Linked DNA regions of Anas platyrhynchos: region 1 is linked to region 2. The links are chromatin contacts, called in public Hi-C maps. All regions are on one chromosome and are shown on one strand. Each heading gives the region's core, a stretch centred on a gene start, on an enhancer-like site or on the middle of the called end of the contact. The rest is flanking DNA. Distances are from core to core; before and after follow the strand shown.

Evidence for each region. A called contact is a pair of places that touch in the nucleus more often than the background predicts.
Region 1: a Hi-C map of small yellow follicle shows a contact between it and region 2, with 4 times the contacts expected there. The contact joins two enhancer-like sites. A contact is called at or near these places in 2 of 8 Hi-C or Micro-C datasets (small yellow follicle and subcutaneous adipose tissue).

The regions. Positions count from the first base shown.
Region 1 is chr3:115,122,325-115,127,479 of IASCAAS_PekinDuck_T2T, reverse strand. RUNX2 (RUNX family transcription factor 2) reads right to left here. Exons shown (of 7, transcript XM_038176222.2): 3 at 302-606. Among named protein-coding and RNA genes, the nearest start is that of SUPT3H, 17 kb to the right of the region's middle. Within about 2 kb of position 3,194, at least 6 of the 8 cell types and tissues checked have an H3K27ac peak or open chromatin away from gene starts, as enhancers often do. A contact at or near this core is called in small yellow follicle, where this site is marked.
Region 2 is chr3:114,827,860-114,833,123 of IASCAAS_PekinDuck_T2T, reverse strand. SUPT3H (SPT3 homolog, SAGA and STAGA complex component) reads left to right here. Exons shown (of 12, transcript XM_072036526.1): 12 at 2,122-3,850. The coding sequence ends at 2,163. Among named protein-coding and RNA genes, the nearest start is that of CDC5L, 220 kb to the right of the region's middle. Within about 2 kb of position 2,328, at least 2 of the 8 cell types and tissues checked have an H3K27ac peak or open chromatin away from gene starts, as enhancers often do. A contact at or near this core is called in small yellow follicle, where this site is marked.

The sequences.
Region 1 (5,155 bases), core at 1,945-4,444, 290 kb before region 2:
AGTCACTGAGGGGGACACAGAAGTCATTGTGGGGGCACAGAAGTCATTGCAGCGCTGAGAGGGGGACACACGGGGGGGACACGAATCAACACAAGACGGAGAGGGGGCACTTCAGGATGAGGAGTGCTGAGGGGGGGGGACCCCATACACACAGCAATGACTCCGGGAGGGGGGGGGGGGGGCACGAAATCCCCTCTGCCAGGACAGCATCGGCGGGGAAAGGCGGGGGGGGCGCCGGGGGGGCTGGGTCTTGAGGGTTGTTGGGGGGGGGCGTTGTGGGGGGGGGGGGGGGGGGGCTCACCTTGAATGCCACCGGGAGGGTCTTGTTGCAGCGCCAGTGCGAGGGCAGCACGGAGCACAGGAAGTTGGGGCTGTCGGTGCGGACCAGCTCGGCGGGGTGGTCAGCGATGATCTCCACCATGGTGCGGTTATCGTGGGGGCGCAGCCTGGGCACGGCGGCCGCGGCTTCTTGCTGCTGCTGCTGCTGCTGCTGCTGCTGTTGCTGCTGCTGCTGCTGTTGGGCTACTACGACCGGGCTGACTTCGCTCATCTTGCCGGGCTGCAGGCTGCTGGAGGGGGGGCTGAACCTCCGGCTGGTGCTGGGATCTACGGGAATACGCATCACAACAGCCACAAGTTAGCGAATTGGGGGGCGGGGGGGGGGGGAAGGGGGGGGAGCGGTGAGGGGGGATCGCTGGAGGAGGCGTGTAGAAAAAAAAAAAAAAAGGGGGGGGGGTAGGGGGTTGTAAAAAATAAAAATTAAAAAAAAAAATCGTCGAAAAAAAAAGGGTGAATGAAAAAGTGGAGGCGTCAAGATCAAGGGCCAAAAAGCGAAAAAAAAATAATAATAACAATAATAAAAAAGCCAGCAGATTAAATGCACGAGGAAAAAAAAAAAAATCTCAGTCTGTTGTTTTTTGGTTTGTTTGTTTGTTTTTCTCCGAGGCAGCCGGACGGGGCGGGGGGCGATGCGATGCCGGTCTGGGGGCGCCTGCAGCCCGCAGCAGCGAGGAGGGCGACGGTGGGCTTGGGGCCGGGGCTGCGGCTCTCAGCAGAGCCCGGCTGGAAGCTGCATGGTCCCGGCTGCACCGCGCCGCTTCTCCTCCTCCTTCCTTCCTCCCTTCTCGCACAGTCTCTCTGCTCCTTTCCCTCCTTCTCGCCACCGCTTCTTTCCTCAAGTGCTTGAGTTTCTTTCCTTTTTTTTTTTTTTCCTTCCCCTCCCTCCCAGTCCTTTTTTTTTTTTTTTTTTTCTTTTCGGATTTTCTAAGGTTGGCTGGGGAGAAGAGAAGGCGCTGCTGCCGCTCGGGCTTCCTGGGCTGCTGCTGTGCGCGGCGGCCAGCAGAGGAGCGGAACTTTCAAGGGGGGTGTCGAGGGGAACGTCCCGGTTTCCTCCAAAGAAGTCTTCCTCCTCCGGACAAATAAACAGCGAAAAAAAGAAAATAGGAGAAAAAAAAGGAAAAAAAAAAAAAAAAGAAATACGGACGAAGTCCCGCTGGGCTCCCCCCGCTTCTTGCCCTTGGCTTTAGGAAGCCGGGGCTCCGAAAGGCGCTCCCGGAGGGGGGGGGGGGGTTGGGGTGAAAAGAAAGTTTTAGGGGGGCCGGGCCAGGAGGGAAGTCCCACAGCTGAGAATGAGAAGAGAGGCTTTAGCCGGTTCCTCTGGGAGGCTTCGGGGCTTAAGAAAAGTTGAACTTTCGGATTCCCAGGGAGAAAAAAAAAAAAAAAAAAAAAAAAAAAAAAAAAAAAAAGCGGGGAGCGCAGTTTGGGGAAAAGAAAAAAAAGGGAAAAAGGAAAGAAAGAAAAAAAAACAGTTCTCTTTAGGCTGATTTCTAAAATATGCCCAAGTAAATTCTGGGAAAAGGCAGCCTCGGTGCAGTCCGGTCCTTTTAATTAAGTCGCTGCTGGATCCAAGTCCGTTGAGTTGAATAGGCTAACAAAAATCTTTCCTTTTTTTTTTTTTTTCCGCCCCTGATGAACAACAGCAGCAAAAAAAAATCATTAAAACGTCGGTTTGTCTGAGTTATTTTTCTTTCTGAAAATCGTTTTGAAAAAAAAAAAAAAAAAAAAAAGCAAAGCAAAAACAACAAAACTTCTTTTGGGTCCCAAGAAGTTGAGGTCGGGGAAGATGAAGGAGCCGAAAAAACACGCCACGGTTTTTTGTCCTGAATGTGGTTTTTGGAGGCTGGGATTTCTAATGATTAGGTTTTTGTGGTTTATATATACAGGACTCTCTGGCTAAGGCGATCATTATGCTGATGAGAGTCAGCAGCACGTGGTGCTTCAGTCCTCAGACTTCTGCAGCCTTCAAAATAAATAAAACAATGTGCATCCCCCACAGGAGGAGAAACTCTGCTCCGAGCCGGGCTCACCCACGGGGAGGGGGACGAGGACAGGGAAGGGGGGCAGCGGGACACGGTCTCCGAGCTCCACTTCTCGCCGGGTTTTTTCCATTAACACTTTGGGGCTTGTTTGTTTTAAAATATATATATATGAAAAATCTTGTTTAAAAAAAAAAAAAAAAAAGTAATAATAAGCTGGTGCCAAAGTTTTTTTTTTTCTTTTTTTTTTTCTAAGTCTCCGGTAGTCTAACGCCTAAAACATTTCCTTGAATGAATGAAAGCTATAAAACCCCCCTCAGACTATTAAGGTAAAGGGAGTCTGGTTTGTTTTCTGCCTTAAAAAAAAAAAAAAAAAAAAAAAAAAAAAAGAAAAAAGAAAAAAAAAAAGGCAGATCTTATTAAAAACAATTTACATACCCAATAGTAAAAAAGTGTAACCGCCTCCCGGGGCAGATAAGGACCTATCACATCCCTCCCGCTAATTTCTAAGGTTTTGCTCCTTCGGGCTCCTGCCACCTTCTTGCGAGCGGCCGGCGTGGCGGGGGGGGGGCCGTGCTGGGTGTCCCTGGGGGGGTGCCCATGGGTGGGGGCCTTGGGGGGGGTGTCCTGGAAGGGGGACCTCCCTTCCACGCATCCTTTACACCGAGCCACCCTCCGTGCAGAGATGGGCTGGCGGAGCTGAGCCCCCCCAGGCTCTCCCCGTGCCCTCCCGCCGGTCCCCTTTTGATCCCCGCCGGGGGTGGTGGGGGGGGGGGGGGGTCACCGTGTGTCGTCCCCACACCCCCGGGGACCGGAGGGGAAGGTGGGGCAGCAGGAGCCGGGCGGCCCCGCCGCGGCGCTCGGAGGCCGAGCTCTGCCGATCGGTCGCAGGGGAGAGCTCTCGCTCCGCGCACCGCCGCTCCGCGCGGCTCGGGGGGGGGGCGGCGGCTGCCGGGACCGCTCCGGCCCCCCCCGGGGTCTTTCCCACGGCCACATCGGGGGGCGACAGCCCCTGCGCCGCCGCCCTGCACGCAGCTACACCCGTTTTCACTCTTTTTTAAATTTTTTAAATGTATTTTTTTAACTTTTTATCTTTTTTTTTTCATTTTTTTATTTTTTCCCTTTTTCCTTTTCCTTTTTTCATTTTTCTTTTTTTTTTCTCCTTTATTTCCTTATTATTATTTCTTTATTTCTATTTTTTGTCTTTTTTCTTTATGTTTTATTTCTTTATTATTTTTATTTCTTTATTTCATTTCTTTATTTTTTATTTCTTCGTGCTTCTATTTGGTATTTCTTCATTTCTTTATATTTTCTTTATTTTTTATTTATTTTTATTTCTTTCTTTGTTTCTTCATTTTTTTATTTATTTCTTTATTTTTATTTCTTTATTTATTCCTTTATGTTTTACTTCTTTTTTTTTTTTCATTCCTCTTTTCCTCTTCAAATACCAGAGGGGATGGGGGAAGTTTCCTACCCTACTGCACCTATGCAGTCTCTGTGGGTAAGGAGCAAACCCTCCCTGAGCTTGCCCCCCCTCCTGCAGCAAGGACAGGGGGCTGCTTTCCCCCAGGGGCCACAGGCACCTCCAAAGGACCATCACACTCCACCGAGAGCACAGGGGATATTCAGAAGCTCCACCTTACTGTAGTTGCAATACCGAAAATACACCTTTTCATAATTATTTGAGTAAAATGTTTGTGACCACCATGTTTTATTAATTTATTCCCCCCCACCCCCCCTTAGCTGGAAGGGAAAAGCTTTCCATTAGAGCTATTCCAAAGGTGCTAGAAAGAAGGCAAGAGGATGTCTTATACCCAAATGCTATATATACCTGACAGTCATTACATTTCAAACAAGAAGATACATTTCCACTTTTAATTGGCCACACTAAAAGTTTTACAGTCGCCTCTCTTCCTACTAAAATAAAATAAAAAGTTAATTAGGATAAACCCAAATATGTTATTGGAAGCTACCAGTGTAAGGTCACTTAAAATAGTCCACGGTTATTTATAATCTTGAAAGAAAATTTTCCACTGAACGCCCTAACAAAGTTTCAGGTATCTGGCACAGCTGATTTTCAGTCTCCAAGCAAAAATATCTTTCTGCTGAACATTTACACATTTAACAGGAACTTACTACAGCCTGGAACAGATCACAGCTCAGAGTACTAGCATTTTATTTAAATGGTTATGGACAAATTAATAAAAGTACCAGTAATGTTTATGGACTTGCATAAAAGCTGGACGGGATTTTTTCAAAATAGTAATTCATGTTATGATATATATAATCTGGAACTTTGGCTGGGATTTGGCTGAAATGGAGAGCAACCCTGCTGCTCGGCTTTCCTCGGCTTTCATTTCAGAACTTCTCGGAATTTTAGCCCTGGTTGCAAAATGGGTCATATTTTAAGATGTTAGAGAATTGCAGGAGGGTTAGTGAAAAAATGTGCTTGCACTGCAAATTATGTCTCAACAAACACCTTCAGATCCACTTTATAAAATAAGATTTTCATTAGTACAGCTACGATTGCTGCAATTTTGATTGTCTTTCAGCTTTTTCCCTTTTAATTAAGTTATGGATGCAGCCATAATTATATCGCTTTTTGCCAAAAAGGTAATGTTTTAAACAGCACAGGGTTTGTTTACTGTTACTTTTCTAAAACCCGGGCCTAGCGCGCTCACGTTGTAAGTATCGTATGCTCGAGAGGAAAAATAATTGTCGAATTTGAAAGATGCAAACCTGGATGATGTTCCCTAAATAAATAGTTTCGATGCCAGTTTGCCGGGCTGGAATGTGCTGTAAATATGATGAGTACAGGATTTATTTTGAGCTATAGAAGT
Region 2 (5,264 bases), core at 1,079-3,578:
CACATATCAGAATCACTTTCTCTGGCTTGGGACGGAGAAGTGTGTTGTTTTCATTATTGCTGAACTTCAAAATGGCTTAAGGAATTTTGTTGGCCCCTTCCAACAAAACTGAATTTCGGGCAGGGATTAAAGCAAAGGAAATTTCAGCCCAAGGGCAAATGTTTCAGAAAGTTTAAAGTATGTGAAACAGGGAGTTAAGTAGGAAATAGTTTTCAACCCTAACTATAGCCACTCTAGCTATAATATATTACTAAATATAGACTGGTGGGTGTGTCCAGCTTTCTGAAGGTGTTATCCTTCCTCCTCTGAAGCTTGCTTCTAAAATGACCTTTTCAGGGTTATAACTAACCGTATAATATTGCCCATGTTGGAAAATGTTAAGCTGCATTATTTCCCAGGTAAGCCCAGCCAAGCCCAACTTTGCTTTTGCGACCAAAATTCCCTTCATAAAATTCAACCTTTTATCTTTCATGTGAATCCAACTTTATACTTGGGTTCATTTATCTCCAAGCAAACTGCACAATAGCCCTGAATATTTAATTTATGTGCTAAAGGTTGACACTTGGGTTATAAACCTCTGTAAAAATACTGGGGTCAAGGAGCTAAAAACATTACTTTTGCATTGACTTCAAAATGCCAGCCCTAATGGTTTGGGCAAGCTGCAGATCCAAACTCCCTTGGACTTGCTGCTTGTGGTTGTGGGAATATATTGGATCCTTTCAAAATTATTGGCTAGTCTGTTTTTGTGCATTTCATGTTTGGGTATGGAGTTTTTGGATTTATTTTCTTTGTTTGTGGTGATACTGTCATGTCTGATGACTGGCTATATATCCCAGAACTAATATTCCACTCTTTGACTCTAATACCATATGCTGCTCAATGAGCATGTTGAAGTATGGTGTTAATGTAAGGGATGCTGTAATGAACATCTTGTACATATTTCCTTTTGCATATTCAGTGTCTGTAAATGTCTCTCTGAATACACGCTTGCTGTTTTTGAAACTATTTCCTTACAATTCAGTACAAATACTATTTATACACAAAGTTGTTCAAGGTTATCCTTTTCAACTGTCTTTATGATACTCTTCTAGTCTAAGAGAGGAGAATTTGATCTTCCTGAGATTAATTAGGAAATTGCTAAAGTAACTAAAAATGGTATATGAGGCACTTCCTAAATGCATGAACCCTAAGAGGTACAAAATACATCTGACAAAGCTCTAGCTGTACTTCTATAGATGACTGTATTTTCATTTTCAAAACTGGATGACTGCTGAAGGCGAACCAAATAAAGCAAAAGTATTTGAGCCCCTTTCCATTTTGAAGGTATCATTAATATCTCAAAAGAAAAATAAAATAAAATAAAATTAAATTAAAAAAAGAATATCCCCTTAAAATATAGGATTTCCAATGTGCCTGAGTTAAAAAGGCATAGCTTCCTATATTGATTCCGAAAGAGATGTTAAAAATGCATGAAAGATATTTTAGTGAGGCAGGGTCACAGGATCTTTTAAAATTCTTTTCTCAGATGCTGTTTAACTCTTGTGTTTCTTTATCATTGGAAATGCTCAATCCCGGGTTACAATGTGTGAGATATCAAATTATTTTATACTGACCGGAATGTCTTTAAAATGAGTTTGGTTTGGGGAGTAGGGATTATACCAGTGTCTGTTTACATAGCTGCAGACTCAGACTGTAAGCTAGGTTTGGAAAACTGTAATGATTCAGTAATTTATAGACTATTAGGATAGTTAGGTTAGAAGCGATTCTTGAGCATAGTGAATAGAGAACACATGCTTATAAAGGACAAACAGATTCAGCATAATAGTGTATTTTTGGCCTCATCTATTTTGCAGGCAATTAACAAAATAGGATGTTACATTTTTGCATATCTCTCACTCTCCTGAAATAGAGTCACTAACCACTTGTTAACCACACTGATTTTTTAATAGACAACGTGGTTGCTTATAGCTTCCCCACCAGAAATGTTCAGATTAAGCACACTATTAGATTGCAGCCAGAATAGTCTACAAAACAGGAAGAAAGCCTTGCCTTTCTCTCTGCCTTCTTCCCTTGTTTAAGTTGACGTGATAATTCATTACAGATTTTCTCTTTCTTTGACAGAGTGCCTACCGCAGAAATGGGATGACTTTTCTCGCCTGCTAATATGGATGTGGCTGCAGCAACAGGAAAGACAGTGTTATATTAAGGTGATTTTCTTTTCCCCTCCATGGAAGGAAAAAAATACAAGCTCCAATGTCTCTGTGTACCAGTGAGTGGGCTGGTTTGTTGTGACTATCTGCTGGCTGACTCTGTCTCTTTTTCCAGCCCCCTCAATCGTTATTCTTGTTTACTAGCTGGAACATTTAGCTAATTAATGGCAGGATGTTTGGGATAGCGTGTAGGTGGACAAGAATACGGATCACACAAGTTTGAAGTTTGCAGGGGACTTGCTGCTGTCAGCCCCTTTCAAAAATGCGCTGTCATTTTTATTTAATTGTTTGGAAGTCTGTGTTTTAGTAGTGATGTTGTTTTGTGAAGCAGGATGGGGCAGAAAGAGGCCAAAGATGTTCTAGGCTATGTAGGTTTTCCTTGTCTTTTTTACAAAAAGGAAAAACTATACTGTTATTCAGTGATTTCCCTCAAGTCATTTTTAGATAGCATTCAGACAGTATAACCCAGTTTAATCCAGCAAGGGAATTTTTAAAAATAGTGATACCTAACTCAAATCCAAATGTTTTCAGATAAAAGTTCAGGTAACCTATACCTCTTTTTTTTGGTTAAATACTTGTTTTCTTCACACACCCCAACACAGTGAAGTTGTCAGTCCCAAATCCTCAATATTGCCATGTTGCATTCCTCCCCGAAGGCCCAAGCTGTTGCTCTCTGAAGTCAAGGGAAGTCTCTGCAGTGATTTGGCACAGAATCTGGCCCCTATTCAGAAAATGTATCCTGGAGTATACAGAATACAGCCTGACCAGCCGTGTCCATCTCAGTGACCCTGGAAAAAGGCTTAATGTTACGTGCTGGCCAGGTGTTGGCTGCAGGAGGCAGATGTTGTCTCTTTTGCTGACAAAGGCAGTGTTAATGTTGTATTCAGCTAAAGACAAAATGGGCTTTTTATTGCCTTTTTATATTTTAGTTCACTTTGTTTGTTTTCAGATTTGTTTTTTAAATCTCAGTCCCTCCTTCGATGGTTCTTTCCGTCCCCCGCTCCTCCAGCCTGTGCTGTCCTCACAAACGTATTCATTACTTCCCATAAAATCTGTACAAATATAGAGCTAACCACGATGATGCTGAACCAGAGAAAAGGGCTTATGCTTCAGCCCATCACCAGGATCTGCAGGCATGTACTGCCTGTGTCCCTGGGGCAGCTCATGGGTCTGCTTTAGCCGCTCGTAGCGCAGGCTTGAAATCTAACTTAAACCTCAAATTAAGACAGAGCACTCAAGGGATCAAGAGGAGATCAGCAAAATATTACTTTTATGTAGTGCAGCCGTCCTCCTCCTTTGTGCTGAGTATGTGAGGTCTTAACTTTTACTCCCACTGCATGGTATTGTGGTCATTTGTAAGTGGTTTTCTTGCCCTGCTTTCCTGGACCTGCTTGCGAAAGCTTTAGAAGCATCTATATTTTAAATAAACAGAAAAATGTGTCTTCTCTTTGCAACCAAAATATCCTAAATGTGAACTTTGTACATCAAATGTTACTGCCGATTATGAATTGTTTTTTAATTTTACCTGCTCACACTCCTGTTTTCTGGAATTAATCTGTGTGCAAAGGACTAAAAGTAATGTGTACACTGCCGTATATTAATTGGGGGGGGGGGAGGGAGGGGAGCTTTCTGATGTTCCATCTGTGCTTGTTGAAATATATGATTAAACTTTTCTTTTTATCATCATTCTTATTTTTGTTGGCGTCCTTAATCATGGAAAATTATACGCTTGCTGTAAACATCCAGACTTTTTTAAAGGACACACCAGCATTTATTGTATTTGGTTTCGATCTGCAGGCATATAGACAGAAGAGACCATTTCAGGCACTGGGTAATGGAATCAAAATTCCTTCCGTAGCTGTATCTCTCCCAGATTTTACATTTTAAAATATGCATAAGCAGAGAAAATACTGGCACTTATTTTTTACTGGTCTACTTGAAGTCCCAGAGAATGAAGACTCAACATACATTTCTCTCGGAAATATGACAGATCATGTTTTTGTTGGTCTGCCGTATGTTTGTCTATCTTGAACAGCCTGACAGGCAATTATTTATAAAATCTGGGTTTGCCCAGTAAACCCATATAATAACCTTTCACTTCTCTACATAAGCCATGAGCTGAATTGAGAGTAAAACAAGGTAGGTTATGTCTCCCTCCTTGAACCAGCCAAGTTATTCTTATATTGGGAAGGAATAGCTTTTTCTCAGAGTTGCCTTTCTTTCTGCTTAAAGCTCAAACAAGAGCACTCGGACCTATGCTGGGTGCAGAGCCTGTCTGAACCCCACCTTCCATGCTGCAGAGATGGGCGTTCAGGATGGCACTGTGCATTTTCTCCTCAGCGTTTTTTTCTTTACTTTGCATATAAAAATCAGTCTGAGGTGGTGGTAATGGCTGTGCCTGAATGGCTTTGTGCTTGTGTAATTTCAGTTTACAAATAATTTTGATTGTTTGTGTGGGTTTGTAATTGCTGGATTAGGTTGTGCCGATGGCTTGGCATGTTATCGGTTACCCGGTGGGGAAAACACAACCAATTTCAACAGGAATGAGACTGCACAGGGGTTTCACTCACACCTTAGTGTCTACCTGGCCATGGGGTTATATTACCTTATTTTCCAGTTTCTTCACCCATTGATCTGCAAACAAGGGGTACTAATTCAGCTGGAGGTCGCCAGGGGTGAGGGTACTGAAGCATGACCCAGATTTTGAGTCAGGGTTCATCTCATTTCCCATACTGCCTGTCCCATCCTTCCTCAGGCTGCATTCTGAGCAAACACAGCCCTGTAGGAGGATCTTGCCATTGTCTTGAAATGAGGAGACGCTGTCAGAGCCCCATATTTCCCCAGAGATGCTCAGGACCTTGCTGAAATCAGCCTCCCTAAGTTTTCAGAGGGCACTCCTCTTTGTCAAGGGAAGATCTTGCTGGAAAAATAAAAATAAAAATAAGCATTTCCTGACACTTCTTGAATTTAGATGAACCTTAGCGTTGTACTAACATTCGGCCATCGGCCGTGTGCAGATCTCGTAAAATATTTTATAGCTTCCTGTCTAGCTTA